Linked DNA regions of Mus musculus: regions 2 and 3 are each linked to region 1. The links are chromatin contacts, called in public Micro-C and promoter capture Hi-C maps. All regions are on one chromosome and are shown on one strand. The core of a region is the stretch at or near the end of the contact, and the rest is flanking DNA. Distances in the headings are between cores, read along the strand shown. Region 1 holds the start of Camk2g (calcium/calmodulin-dependent protein kinase II gamma). Region 2 holds the start of Cfap70 (cilia and flagella associated protein 70). Region 3 holds the start of Ap3m1 (adaptor-related protein complex 3, mu 1 subunit).

The links. Promoter capture Hi-C pulls out the DNA fragments that hold promoters and counts their contacts. A called contact is a pair of places that touch in the nucleus more often than the background predicts.
Region 2: a contact with region 1 is called in a promoter capture Hi-C map of liver. The contact joins the promoter of Cfap70 here to the promoter of Camk2g in region 1. A contact is called at or near these places in 3 of 39 promoter capture datasets (liver and stem cell-derived epiblast-like cells), 1 of 484 Hi-C or Micro-C datasets (embryonic stem cells), 1 of 115 datasets of contacts at active chromatin or transcription factors (memory CD8 T cells) and 1 of 9 other capture datasets (adipose tissue).
Region 3: a contact with region 1 is called in a Micro-C map of embryonic stem cells, with 6 times the contacts expected there. The contact joins the promoter of Ap3m1 here to the promoter of Camk2g in region 1. A contact is called at or near these places in 22 of 39 promoter capture datasets (the 3T3-L1 cell line, 3T3-L1-derived adipocytes, the C10 cell line and 13 more), 5 of 15 datasets of contacts at CTCF or cohesin (the G1E-ER4 cell line, the NIH/3T3 cell line, embryonic stem cells and 2 more), 5 of 484 Hi-C or Micro-C datasets (Th1 cells, embryonic stem cells and muscle stem cells), 12 of 115 datasets of contacts at active chromatin or transcription factors (the 230-238 cell line, DN3 thymocytes, the SCID.adh cell line and 8 more) and 4 of 9 other capture datasets (adipose tissue, liver, macrophages and 1 more).

Annotation. Positions count from the first base shown.
Region 1 is chr14:20,791,915-20,796,138 of GRCm38.p6, reverse strand. Camk2g (calcium/calmodulin-dependent protein kinase II gamma) reads left to right here and starts at 2,051. Exons shown (of 21, transcript NM_001360186.1): 1 at 2,051-2,238; 2 at 3,526-3,620. The coding sequence starts at 2,174. Gm30108 (predicted gene, 30108) reads right to left here and starts at 1,900. Exons shown (of 2, transcript NR_153779.1): 1 at 1,679-1,900.
Region 2 is chr14:20,449,799-20,454,022 of GRCm38.p6, reverse strand. Cfap70 (cilia and flagella associated protein 70) reads left to right here and starts at 1,798. Exons shown (of 29, transcript NM_029698.1): 1 at 1,798-1,821.
Region 3 is chr14:21,050,301-21,054,524 of GRCm38.p6, reverse strand. Ap3m1 (adaptor-related protein complex 3, mu 1 subunit) reads left to right here and starts at 2,083. Exons shown (of 9, transcript NM_018829.4): 1 at 2,083-2,385. Adk (adenosine kinase) reads right to left here and starts at 1,951. Exons shown (of 11, transcript NM_134079.4): 1 at 1,825-1,951. The coding sequence starts at 1,886.

The DNA of each region.
Region 1 (4,224 bases), core at 802-3,301:
CAGGACCCAAGCTGCCTCCAGCCCTCAGGAAGGGCACACTGGTGAAAAAATGACACGCTGGCTGCTGCCTCCATTTCTGGAGCGCAACTAGCAGCCGCTTCTGCAGCAAGGATGGATGAGAGAAAATGAAGACTTACTGGCATCCCTGATTTTACAACCTCCTTACCCAACCGGGCTGAGACTTGGGACCTGCTGCTTTGAGGTAGGAAGTGGCCTTGTCCCCTCCACTTAACTTCCTGTTGCCATGTGGAAGGGTGGAGTACACAGTGCCCCTGTCACCTCAGCTCTTTCCTTGGTTCTCTCCTCTCAGGTAATCAGTCAGGGCTTTCTTCCCCCACTTCCCCCTAATCTCCAACCCCCACCCCCCCACACACACTTTGCTCCCTGGGCTGTGGGGTAAGTCCTCCCTTTGTGCTCTTCCCACCCCACTGAAGCTTGGGAGGCCAGAGTACCTCTCAGTTGCCTCCCCTGGCAGCACTGGCCTGCTGACAGAGGAGGCTGGATTCCCAGTGGGCACCCTGCTGTAATCAAGACTGAGAGGCAGCAGTTGGCTGAGCTCCCTTCTGCCCAGTGGGGAATGGCCTCTGACTTGGGGTACAGCTGCGCGGGGGGGGGGGGGGGGGGCATCGGGAAATTGCCCTGCACATTGCTCCTCCAGAGTGGCTTTTACTTGACTCTGTCCCATAAAGTTGTAATATTGGAGACAGAGCCGTTCTATGAACACTGAGCCTGGAGCGAAGTACCCAGGGGTTCCTTTGGAGTGCACAGTTTAGTGGGAAGAAAAATACTACACAATAGCTGCAAACACTGTTTGAATAAGGTACTGAGGGTTACTCTAATATTATACATGATTTAACCCAGTAAATGCTCACAGCCCTATGAAGTATACTGCACTATTATTTCCAGTTCTCAAATAAGGCCCAGACAGATTTCATGAACTGCAGAATGCCTGAGGTCAATGATTTTCCAGACATCCGAGAGCTAGGTAGTATGATCCAAGAGTTCTCAATACTGTGTGCTAGCACTCATACTTGCAAATACATCATTACAAAATGTGATAAAGTGTCATAAATAAAAGTACTGGATGCCCACAAGAAAACGAGCATGTTTTCATCTTTTGCTTTTAGCCACTAGTGCACAAAGCCTTTTCAAGACATTCTTACTTTTATCTTTTATTACTGACCTAGGAGAGAACATTTATTTCTAAGACTGGAATGCAGGAAAGCATCACACGGGCCCGCAGGACAGCTCAGTGAGTAAAAAGATGCGTGAGCTAAGCCTGACTACCCAAGTTCCATCCCCCAATGTAGTGAAAAGAGAACCAACTCCCCAAGTTGTGTGACCTCCACACGTGCGCTGTGGCAACCATAGGGCCACAGGCATACACACACGAAACAAATAAATGGAAAGAAAGAAAGAAAGAAAGAAAGAAAGAAAGAAAGAAAGAAAGGAAGGAAGGAAGAAAGAAAGAAAGAAAAGCAAGCAAACATCTTGCCCCATGGCCTGGTTTCGCTGATAAAACCGCGGCTGAAGGTTTTCTGGTTTTGTTTTTTCTTAATGATGCCCTTGATTCTTGCACTAATCTAGAGTGTCGGCACCCTGGGGGAAGGCTGCGGGCAGCTGGCTCTGCAGTCTGGGGGCATCTCTCGAGTGTACAGTCTCACATACGCTCTTTGACCTTGGCATTTTCCGGCTTGGTTCAGGCTGCAGTCATGGGACCCACGTGTGGGGCCTCTCCCCAGACCTCGGTGGTCCAGACCCAACACCACTCAAGAACCACTTTCACACATTGGTTCCTGAGCTCTTGCAGGGTCCGCCCTGGAGGAGCCCGCAGGAGGTGTCTTCCAGTTCGGTCGGTCCCAGTGGGTGGCCGGGAGTGGGGACCCCGCGTCCTTGGCCCTCGGGTGCAGGGGGCCCAGTTCGGGCGGCTCCTGGGGCGGGGCGGGGCCGACGGTGGGAGGCCCCTCCCCGGGGGCGGGGCGGGGGCCAGCGGGGCTTGGGGGCGGGGCCGGCGGGCGGGCGCGGGGGTGTCCCTCCCTCCCTCGCTCTCTCCGGTAAAGTCTCGCGGTGCTGCCGGGCTCAGCCCCGTCTCCTCCTCTTGCTCCCTCGGCCGGGCGGCGGTGACTGTGCACCGACGTCGGCGCGGGCTGCACCGCCGCGTCCGCCCGCCAGTATGGCCACCACCGCCACCTGCACCCGCTTCACCGACGACTACCAGCTTTTCGAGGAGCTCGGCAAGTACGGCCCACCCGCCACGCGCGGCGGCCCCCCACCCTGGTCCAGGCGTCCCGGCGCTCTGCGGCTTCTCGCCCCGCCCCCCGGCCCTGCACCGGCCGCTGCAGCGCCCCCTCGACCCGCCCCACCCCCAGCTTTTCCCGCGTGCTGCCTCGGGGGCCCCTTAGCCCCGGGTTCCCGGTCCCGCAGCCCCCTCCGCGCCCTGCAGCAGCTGCCAGGCTGCTGCACCCGGCGCCGCCGCGGGAACTGCAGCCCCGGGACTGCTCCGGGGCGCCTTCCAGCCCCGCCCCTCCCGCACCCTTCAGACGCTCCCCTCCCTCGACCCCGCCTGTCCACCGCCCCCTCCCCACCCAGCTCCGGAGCCCACTCAGCACCGGCCCCCCAGTTCCCACGCGCCCGGCACTCAGGACCCTCCCCGGCTCTGCAGTTCCAGCCCCGCTGCGGTGCCGGGGTGTGGGGAGATGTTTAGTGCCGGGCCCCGCCCCCCCGCTAGTGCGGCTTCCAGGATCCCAGCCTTGCTGCTGGGCAGTGCTGCGGCACCCCCGGCCCCTCCCCCCATCCCTGCAGTGGTCCCAGGAGCCGTGCGCCGCAGCCGCAGCATCCCCCTCCCCTCCGCACTGAGCTGGCCGCCGCCGCAGCCCGGGTCCCCGCCACCCCCACCCGCGGTGCAGAGCCTGGCCACTGCAGCCCCCGCTCTGCCCGCCCCCCTAGATATTTCCAGAGCCCGAGATCGCAGCCCATTTGGCGGGTCACGTACAGGAAAATAGCACGGGGAAGGGGAGTTACTGCTGTCACAATCAGAGCTGTCTTTCCTCTGTTTCCCTGCTGTCAGTTGAGCGGGGATGCTGTGGGTTTAAGCCAGTTGAGCGGATCTTGAGCGTCACTTTCTCCCAGGCTTAAGGGAAATTTCTCAGGAAACCATACCTTCTGTTTAATCCCTCCTTTTCCCTACTTTCAATTATTTCTGCTGAGAGGAGGAACAAGGTCTCCCTGTTCTTCTCTCTCCTGGTTGCCTTTGCTGGGACCACAAGGCAATCAGTGAGATGCAGCAGGTGTGTATTTGAAGCATCGCCCACCAGTCTGAGGTTTGAGGCTGTTGGAACTAGATGGGAGCCAGGTGGTGCTCCACCCACATCTGTTTAGGGCCATCGGGTGGGCTTACCATTCTTAAGTTAGCTGTTGATTGTCCCTACAAGTCTGGTGGTTGGAGCATGGCTGTCCTCATCTGAAGTATGTGTGTGTCACTTTGCTTGGCGCTGTGTCCCAGTTCTTTCCCCCTTCTCTCTCCAGGGGTGCCTTCTCAGTGGTCCGGAGGTGTGTAAAGAAAACATCTACGCAGGAATATGCTGCAAAAATCATCAATACCAAGAAGTTGTCCGCCCGAGGTGAGCGTGCCCTGCCAGGGCTCTCTTTGAGGATCCCTCCAGAAATTAGATTTCTGCAGGTTCCCTGGGAGGTGGGGGAGTATGTGTTTTAGCACTTGGAGATGAGTTGGAATTTCAAGGTGGGTGGACTTAGAAGCCAGACAAGGAGGTGTGAGGGAATTGGAAGTGCTCAGGGAGGGGGAAAAAAAAGTAAGAGATGAGTGTAGCTGGAGTGGTCTCCAAAGGGTTGAGGGAGTTCAAGTTCTCAGTGGAGAATTGAGAAGGCAGTGTATTGTATGGAATGAACAGCTCTTAATTTAGGGTACTTAAAGCCCCTCTTCTTTAGGGCAGGGCTGGCTACTGCAGGCTTGTCCTAGCCCTTGTGCCCCGGTGGTAACTTAGGGTGGAAATGCAGTAAATGAGCAGTTTTGATGAATCTAGCCTCCCCTGCCCACCAGGCGGCAGAACAGACTCCCAAGGGAAGGAAATCTGTAAACATCAGGGTAGGCGGCTAAGGCTGCGGCGGTGGTGAGGGCTTCTGGGGAACAAACCCTGCCAGATGAACTTGATTCCTTTTTTTTGATCAAATTACAAACTTGACGGTGAAGCAGCAGATACAGTCTGT
Region 2 (4,224 bases), core at 549-3,048, 340 kb after region 1:
CTGGCCTGAAACTTGTTGTATAGACCAAGCTAGCCTCCAGCTCTGTCTGCTATCGCCTCCACAGTGCTGGGACTGAAGGTGTGCATCACCACACCTGGCTCACCTGCATTGTGGTAAATGGAGGGAAGTGGGTAGGATTTCCTTCTTCAAAGACTGAATATTTTGTTATGTATTTACATACCACAGTTTTGTGTGTGCGTACACATACATTCACGTGAGCGTTGTTACATATGCATTCATGAAGTGCCATATATACCACAGTGTGTAGAGGTCAGAGCACAACCTTGTTTTGAGATGGTCCCTTCTCAACTGCTCTGCATGCCACCTCTCTGACTTGATCTTCAAGAGTCCCCAGTCCCTACTTCCCATCCTGATGTAATTTGCAGGGATGGCGGACACGCGCTCAGCTTCACATGCCCTCTTGTGCCTTGATCTCAGATCCCCACTGCTCCATAGCGAGCGCCTGAGTTGTCTGCGTCCCTGCAAGTAAGACTGAATAAGTGAATTGGTTCACCGAGCTGGACTTGGTCGACCTGCGTGCTCTTTACCTCCTTGGGTTGTCTTGGCCATCTTGTTCAAATCTGTTGGTCAGGATTGTTAGGTGTGTACTTGTCACTCTTGATTCGTTTCCTTTGGCCTGTATTATCTGTCCTTGTTCCTTAATACTTTATAGGCCAATCCTTCTATAGGACATTATGAAATAGGGAAGTGTGAATCCTCTTAATTTCTGACAAAGTCAGTAGTGTTTATTTTAAAGACTTATGTTTTGAATTATGTGTGTGAATATGTGTCTTTGTGTGGTATATGCACATGGATGCAGGTGGCCGTGAAGACTAGAGGCATCAGGTGACCTGGGGGTCCCCTAGAACTAGAGTCACTTCTGAGCCACCCAGCGTGGGTGCTGTGAACCAGGCTTGGGCCTCTGCCAGAGCACGTCACACTCTTGTGGCCTGTCACACCAGCCTGTCAGTTACGATTTTGATAGCAATTGCTTAGACCTTGTACATATACTTCTGATTATATTATTAGATATGGCCATTGCTGGGGGCCAAACTTAGCGGTGTAGAGTGTGCTTTGCAAACACAGGAAGAACTTGGCTATGTGGCCCTATCTGGCCTGGAACTTGCTATGCATACCAAGTTGAGAATCAACTTTTTTTTTTTTTAAGATTTATTTTTGTTTCTTCCCTTTGCAAGCACTGACACTCACACCAGAAGGCGGCACTGGACCACTTGGGGCTGGAGTTGCCCCTTGTGTACTGGGAGTTGAGATTGGGCCCGCTGGAAGAGTGTAAGGTCTCCTAACTGCTGAACCGTCTACAGATCCAAGAGTCAGCATTTAAGGTACAGGTATTTTGAGAAAAGATCTAAATTACTAGTTTACTTTTCAAGGGCAGACGATTTTTATATTGCCCAGTATAGCCTCAAACACCCACTCAAGCAATCCTTAAGCAATCCTTTTTTGCCTCGGACTCCCAAGTAGCTAGAACTAGAGACAAGGGCCAGGGCACCCTGCTAAAATGGGAGTTGTTTAGTAAAGACTTTTTTTTTTTTTGGAGACATCTAAGGTTTCTTTCCTTAAAGTTCCTTTTAATTTTATCATTCTATTTTTTGTGGATAATGAAATTAATCGTAAAGGAAAAAGATTTGAAAGGTGGAAAGCTACATTTTAACCCAAACTTGCAAAGGAGAAACACCCAAGGGGCGTGGTTTTCAGAGCACAAGCCAAATTTGCAACCTCCTTCTTTGAGGTGGGGAAAAAACAAGTTCTCGCGAGAGCTAGCTGGTTGCTATAGTTACAGAAAACCAGCGTCTGCCTCAGGTAAGCCAGTAACTCCCTTTTAGGGGCTATAGGTGAAGCTGTTGCTCCCACTCCCCAGATCTTTTTTTCTAGGATTCTGAGCTCTTTCCCTACAGCTAAGACCAGGTTGAAGTTCTCGCTCAGCCCAGCTGTGCCCAAGATCCGGCTTCATCCAGAGCTGGATCCAGTCCCATCTCCTTACTCTATGCTATCCCCAAGTCGATTGGTAGCTGTCCTGCCTCTGAGCCTGTGACTAGAAATGGACGCCTTGTTGAGGGCAAGAACAATAGTTGGGCATTCATGCAAGGTCACAGTTACTCAGTAGGAAAGTCGCCAGTCTCCACGGCTGGGACTGTGGATCTGGTTCTGTGAAGTGTCTGCACCGCGTGCGTGAGGCTCTTATCTGCTTAGCACTGCAAGGTAAACCACCACAGCGCCATCCTCGTAAACAAAACCAATGTCCCGGACAGAGAACGAGCTGAATTCACAGCCACGGCGACTGTTTCTGAGTTGGAGACAATCTTCATCGACTATGAAATGTTCAAAGTGAATGAATAGCCTTGGTAGCTGCTTTAAGAAAGATGATCAGAAGAGAATAAGACAGTGAATGTGAGGGTTCCAAAGTGATTATATGCATACGCTGGGGCAGGGAGGGAGGCACCCTAAGCCAGACCACAGACTAGACTTGCCTGAAACTCACTCTCTTCTTTCTATCTGTGTGGCATATGTGAAGGCTTTAGAGTGTGCCAAGGCATAATTGAAAGCTAGTTCCCTCCCCACTCCCCAGTCATCTGTCAGACTGGCTGCCACAAAGCTTACACCTCTTGGTCTATCAACATATCTCTCTTCCTCACTAGACTTGGGGGCTTATATCTCCTCAGCATCTGTCCCTGTCCCTAACTTAATGCAGTTTTAAATGATTTTGACAGAAATGGAATGGATTAGAATAAAACACTTAGACTCAAAGGTGTATTTGTTTGGCACAAGGAACCCAGATGAGCTAGCTCATATGGTACAGATCCCTAATACATACTTGATAAGAACATTGCCAGTGCCACTGAGGCCCTGAAAGGGCCTGGAAGCATTTGGGTGACAAGTCAGGCTTTTAGGCAAGGGCAAGACTGAGGGAGTCACTGGGAAATGGCATGGTGACTGTGAAGTCTGAAGGCATTACCTGTCCCACATGGATGCACACAGTATGCACAGATGCACAGGTCCTCAGAGATATGTTCTACTTCAGATTTCAAATTTATTTTCAGTAAACACACAAAACAAATCTACGACAGATCTACATATCTCAGTCCTTGTACTTAATTTAGATTCTTTCTCCCATTTGCCTGACTTTTCTCTTCCCTTCCCTTCCCTCCCTCAACCCCAAACAGTCCCACATCTGCTTTCCTGTAATGTGTGTTTAAACCTAGGTGCTGCCTAGGGGAGGGAAGATGTGGTATTTGTCTCTTTTCCCTTGCATTATCCTTCTTTATCCCTCCTCCCTTTGTACCCTCCTTCTACACACCCACTTCTATCTCTTGTCATGTATATATTACATATTTAAATATAAATACTTCATATGAGAGAAAATACACAGATTTGTCTTTCTGAATCTAAGTTCATTATTCTTTACACTTTACTGTATATATAATATATATGGTTCTTTTTTGTATTTCTTCTTCTTTTTTTTTTTCTTCTCAAGACAGGGTTTCTCTGTATAGCCCTGATTGTCCTGGACCTCACTCTGTAGACCAAGCTGGCCTCAAACTCAGAAATCCTCCTGCCTCTGCCTCCCACGTGCTGGGATTAAAGGAGTGTGCCACCACTATCTGGCTAATGTATATGGTTCTTATATAATATTTTCTCCATTCGTCTTGTGAGCTTCCAGGCTGGTTCCATACCTTGGTTCTTGTGAATAGTGATACAATGGACATGAGGTACAAATGTCTCTGTGTATGATGGATAATATGACAATTTTATTTCTTCCTTTTTCATATGTATGGGTGTTTTGCGCGAATGTATGTCTGTGCACCACATAACATCTCTGGTGTCCTTGGAGGTCAGAAGAGGGCATCAGATCCAGTGGATCTGGAATTTACAGAGAGTTGTGAGCCACCATGTAGGTGCTGGGATGGACCCTGAGTTCCCAGAAGAGCAGCCGGTGCTCTTCACCCTCAGCCATGTCTCTCACTTGCCATTATTACTTTTGTGAGGAACCTCCATATGGATTTTCATAGTGGCTGTGCTAGTTTACTTTCCTGGCAGTGGTGTGCAAGGCTTTTCCTCATCATATTTCACTTTGGATTGAAGTAGAAAACCCAATCTTTAAGATGAGTGAGTGAGAGAGAGAGAGAGAGAGAGAGAGAGAGAGAGAGAGAGAGAGAGAGGCGTGCAGGGGGAGGAGGAGGGATGGTTCCCTTGGCAGTCCTTACA
Region 3 (4,224 bases), core at 834-3,333, 260 kb before region 1:
CTGCCAGGAAAATCATAGAGCAATTCAGCCGAAATGCATTATCATTCAGCAATCCTAACTAACAAAGGGAGGAACAGTCTACTCAAAGGTCTCTGCATAAAATTAAAGAATCCATACAGTCAAAATCTTTTAACTTCACCTGTGCAGAAAGCAATAGGTTAGCATTATGGAAAGTGAATTTTATTCCTCTAAATTATCTACAATTTTAAATAGACAGATATGTATATGGCTCTTCATTTTTGGTAAAATTGAGATAATTATAGAAATGGTCTTATCAGGTTGGTTTGGATTTGAGTTAAAATACGTAGAATGCAGAAACAGCACCTGGCATATACATATCTAAGTATTAATCATTACCATGGATCATTTTTAAAAATGCATACTCGAATAGAAGCATGTCTTGGATGTTGTGTAAACACACTAGAACCAAATAATAAACTTGAATCCTGATGCCCAGGGTTCGAATTTTCCTTTCTTAAATGTTTTCTTTGAGCTTCAATATCCTCACCTGTAAAATAAGGTTAATCCCTGCATTTCTTTCATGGAGGCTTCTTTATACCGTTACTTCAGATGGTAAGCACTGTTAAAATGGATCATCATAATATATAAAGTATCATTTTTATTAAAAGAAAATCTAAGGAGACAGTATGCGTTTATTCAGTGGGCGGGGCCAGAGGACAACAGAAGAACAGAATAGGTTCACTCCGTCCACCACGTGTGTCCTGGAGTCTGACTGAACTCAGGTCATCCGACTTGGCAGCAAATGCCCTTATCTGCTGAGCCATCTCACTGACCCAGATAATCTAAAATTTAAAATAAAACATCCTCAGTTTTTTGGTTGTTTTTTTTTTAATGTTTTACGTTTGTGGTATTAGACATGCACAATAACCTTCTAAGAATAATAGGCACTAAATAAACCCACTAAAAGGGACCTGCTCAGACCCATTCCACCAAGAACATGATTTGGGACCCCCCAACTTTCCTTTTCAGTTGTGAATCAATTCTCCTTTTGAACATGGAAAAAATATGTTGAAATAAATGGAATTTGCCTTGTATAATCAGTAACAGGCCCACGGTTTTAAATCAGTTTGATGCGTCTATTTTTAGGTAGCAAAATCACTGCCTTCCAATGAGCACTTCAAAGTCATCAGACACTGAGCGCGCTGGACTTTATACTTATTAGGAAGAAATTTTTTTTAAAAAAACGAACGGCTTTTTGTAAATGAAAGTTGCAACATCAATTGTGCGTCAGGTGTTGGGAGAGAGAGCTCTCCGCTCCTGCCAAATATGCAAAGGGGAAAAAAAGAAAAACAAACAAAAACTTTCCTAACCTAAGCCTGAGGTTGCTTGGGGGTCCCATGAAGGGGGTCTCCAAAGATGATTTCAGAAAGCTGACGGAAAACTCAAAACGCTCTTCTGCAACGCCTTCTGAAGAATTCCAAGAATGTTATCTTTTACCAGGGTCCAGGAGGCGCCGGGCGCCTTCCCGCTAAATACCCTAGGAAAGGATGCAGCTCCAGATAGGTCCTTTGGGGTCGCGCTAGCGCGGCCCGCGAAGACAAGCACGTGGCGCCAGAGGAAGGCTCGGCCCCCGGGCCAGCAGCTCTGATTGGTCAGTGGCTGCCAGGGCCGAGAATGCACCTGAGCAGAGTCCAGAACAAGAGGGCACTGAGGGGAACAGCAGCTACGCGGGCAACTCCCCGAGCTGCAGGTCCAGCGCGTTGGCCCCACGAACGCAGCCACCAACCAGCTGCGCCAGCCCACGTGGGCCTTGGCTCACTGCGAGTGCCATCTCCCTCCTCCCCCACGTAGGGCAGCTCTCACCTCAGCGCTTGTGGCGCTTCCACCTTGAGCTTTTTGGGCTTGGGCTCGTCCGCAGCTGCCATCTTCACACTCTCACCGTAGTTTGGCTCTGCCGCGCGTCCCGCCCCTCAGTCCGGTGGCCCCGCCCCTCAGCTCGTCACCGCCCCCTTTCCACTAAGCCCCGCCTCTCCAAGCTCCGCCCAATCCGTGACTCTAGTCCATAACCATTGGCTCTACGCGCTTCCCTACAGGACCTCGATTACTACGGTAAGGGACCCCAAACGGAGTTAGGCTGCGGGTGAGCGCCTGCGCTCAGGGAGTGCCAACCTCCCCGTTCCTTCAGCCCCTGAGTAATGTGGAAGAGTCAGATCTTCAACCTCTGTAGACACCGAGCCTCTCACTGAACGCCGTTCCGCTCGTTGTGTCTATCTAGTCCAGCCGACCTCCTTGGTGCCTCTGCGGCTGCTAGTCAGGCAATCTGCTGGGCACTCCGAGCGCGGGGTCCTCGCGGCATTCTCTGCTGCTTCAGCTGCGGTGCAGAGAGGACCCGGCACCGAATCACTGAGTCGCCCAGGTGTCGGGGTGAGTGTGAGGGCGGGGAGTCTCCGGGCTGGAGACCTCTCCAAAGCCGGGGAGTAGACCGCATAGCTCCGGCTCGGGACTCTAGCCTGGGCTCCAGGAGCGTCCCCGCTGCTGTGCACCGGGGCCGCGCCTGCCCGGCACGTCCGGGCTTTCTAGCCAGCTGGGCCGGAAGGGAGCGGTGCACCTGCCACGTAGGGTTCTCGGACCCTGGACCCCAGGCACGGGAAATGTCATCTATAGTGAGGTGCAGTACCGACGACTTGAATTTGTAGGACCCCAGGTTTGGCCTTGGAGGGCAAGTCCCCTGAAGAAGCTAAGAACGCTCTCTTTATAGGGTGGCGCCTGCGTGAGCTGGCCTGGGATGGGGAAACAGTGAGTAGGGTGTTGCAGCTTCTCAGGAGACAGGTGACAGGGCTGTAAACTAAGAAGGTGGCCTGGAGAATGGAAACATAATGAGGGGTGGGCTGATTGGATGCAGTGGATTTGTTTGATATTGAAGCTTTAACTTCCTAGTTGAGAAGTTGAGTCACTGTAAAAATCCGGCGTTCTCGCGGGGAAAGAATTTTTTTTTTTTTTTTTTGGTGGCATTTGGGATTTTGACTTGAAAACACATTACACAGAAGAAAAGGAATTTTCTGCAGGCAAATATATAAATCCTTCCTCTGTATTGAAAGAAGAAAACGTGCCCCCCTTTTGAGAGAGTCCCACTGCTATTATCGTCTGTTTCTCAGTGTCTTCCTGGTTTTTAAACATTTTTTTTTTACATTTATTTGTTTGTTGTATGTGTGTTGCATGCCACAATATACATGTAGAATTCAGAGACCAACTTCTGGGCCACAATTCTCTCCTTCCACCATGAGGGTCTTAGTGCTCAAACTCAGGTCCTTAGGCTTGCTAGCAGACACCTTTTTTGATGAGCCATCTCAGTCTCCTTATCTTTGTTTTACCTACTTGCTGCTTTTAGCTAAGAACCACACTGCTATGCCGTTGCCAACATCCTACTGAGTTATCACTAAAATTACTTTAACCAACATCACCCATCACATCAAATATGACAATCATATATTCTCGGTATAGATTTAAAAAAAAAAGTCTTGGAGCTGGAGAGATGGCTTGTCAGTTAAGAGCACTAGATGCACTTTTGATGAACCAGGTTCAATTCCTGGCCCTCACACAGTGGCTGACAACTGTCTGTAACTCCAGTCCCACGGGGATCCTACTCCCCCTACTGGCCTTCTTGGGCACTGCACACTCAGTGTACAGATACATATGCAGACAGAGCACCCATACAAATACAATAAAAACTTAAAGAAAAAAAACAAAACTACTTGCGAATCAGAAAAGTTAACCCCCTTTTAATGCATAAGACATAGATATATTTTAAGTAGGCATGTGTTTTGGGGTTTTTTTTTTTTTTCTAATTTGTGTGGGAGATGCTGCAGAGAACCCAAGTTCAGGTCTTAACAACCAATAACTCCAGGGAATCTGATGTACTTTTCTGGCCTCTGCAAGTACCTGCACTCACATGACATATACAAACAGAAATACATACAAAATTAAAGTTTAAAAAACTTGGGTTGTGAGCTGCCTGAGATGGGTGCTAGGAACTGAACTCTGGTCCTCGGCCGAAGCAGTAGATGGTTTTAATCCCACCCCCTGTATCTCCAGCTTTAAGGGATCCACTGTCCGCTCCTGGTCCTCATGGACCTGCATTTACATGCACAAACCCACACTCAAATACACATAATACACATCTAAATTATTGAAAAAAAAAGTCTTATCAAACAGTCTGTAGGGAACAGTATGATTTGCTGAGGGTAAAAGACTGGAAATGTTAGA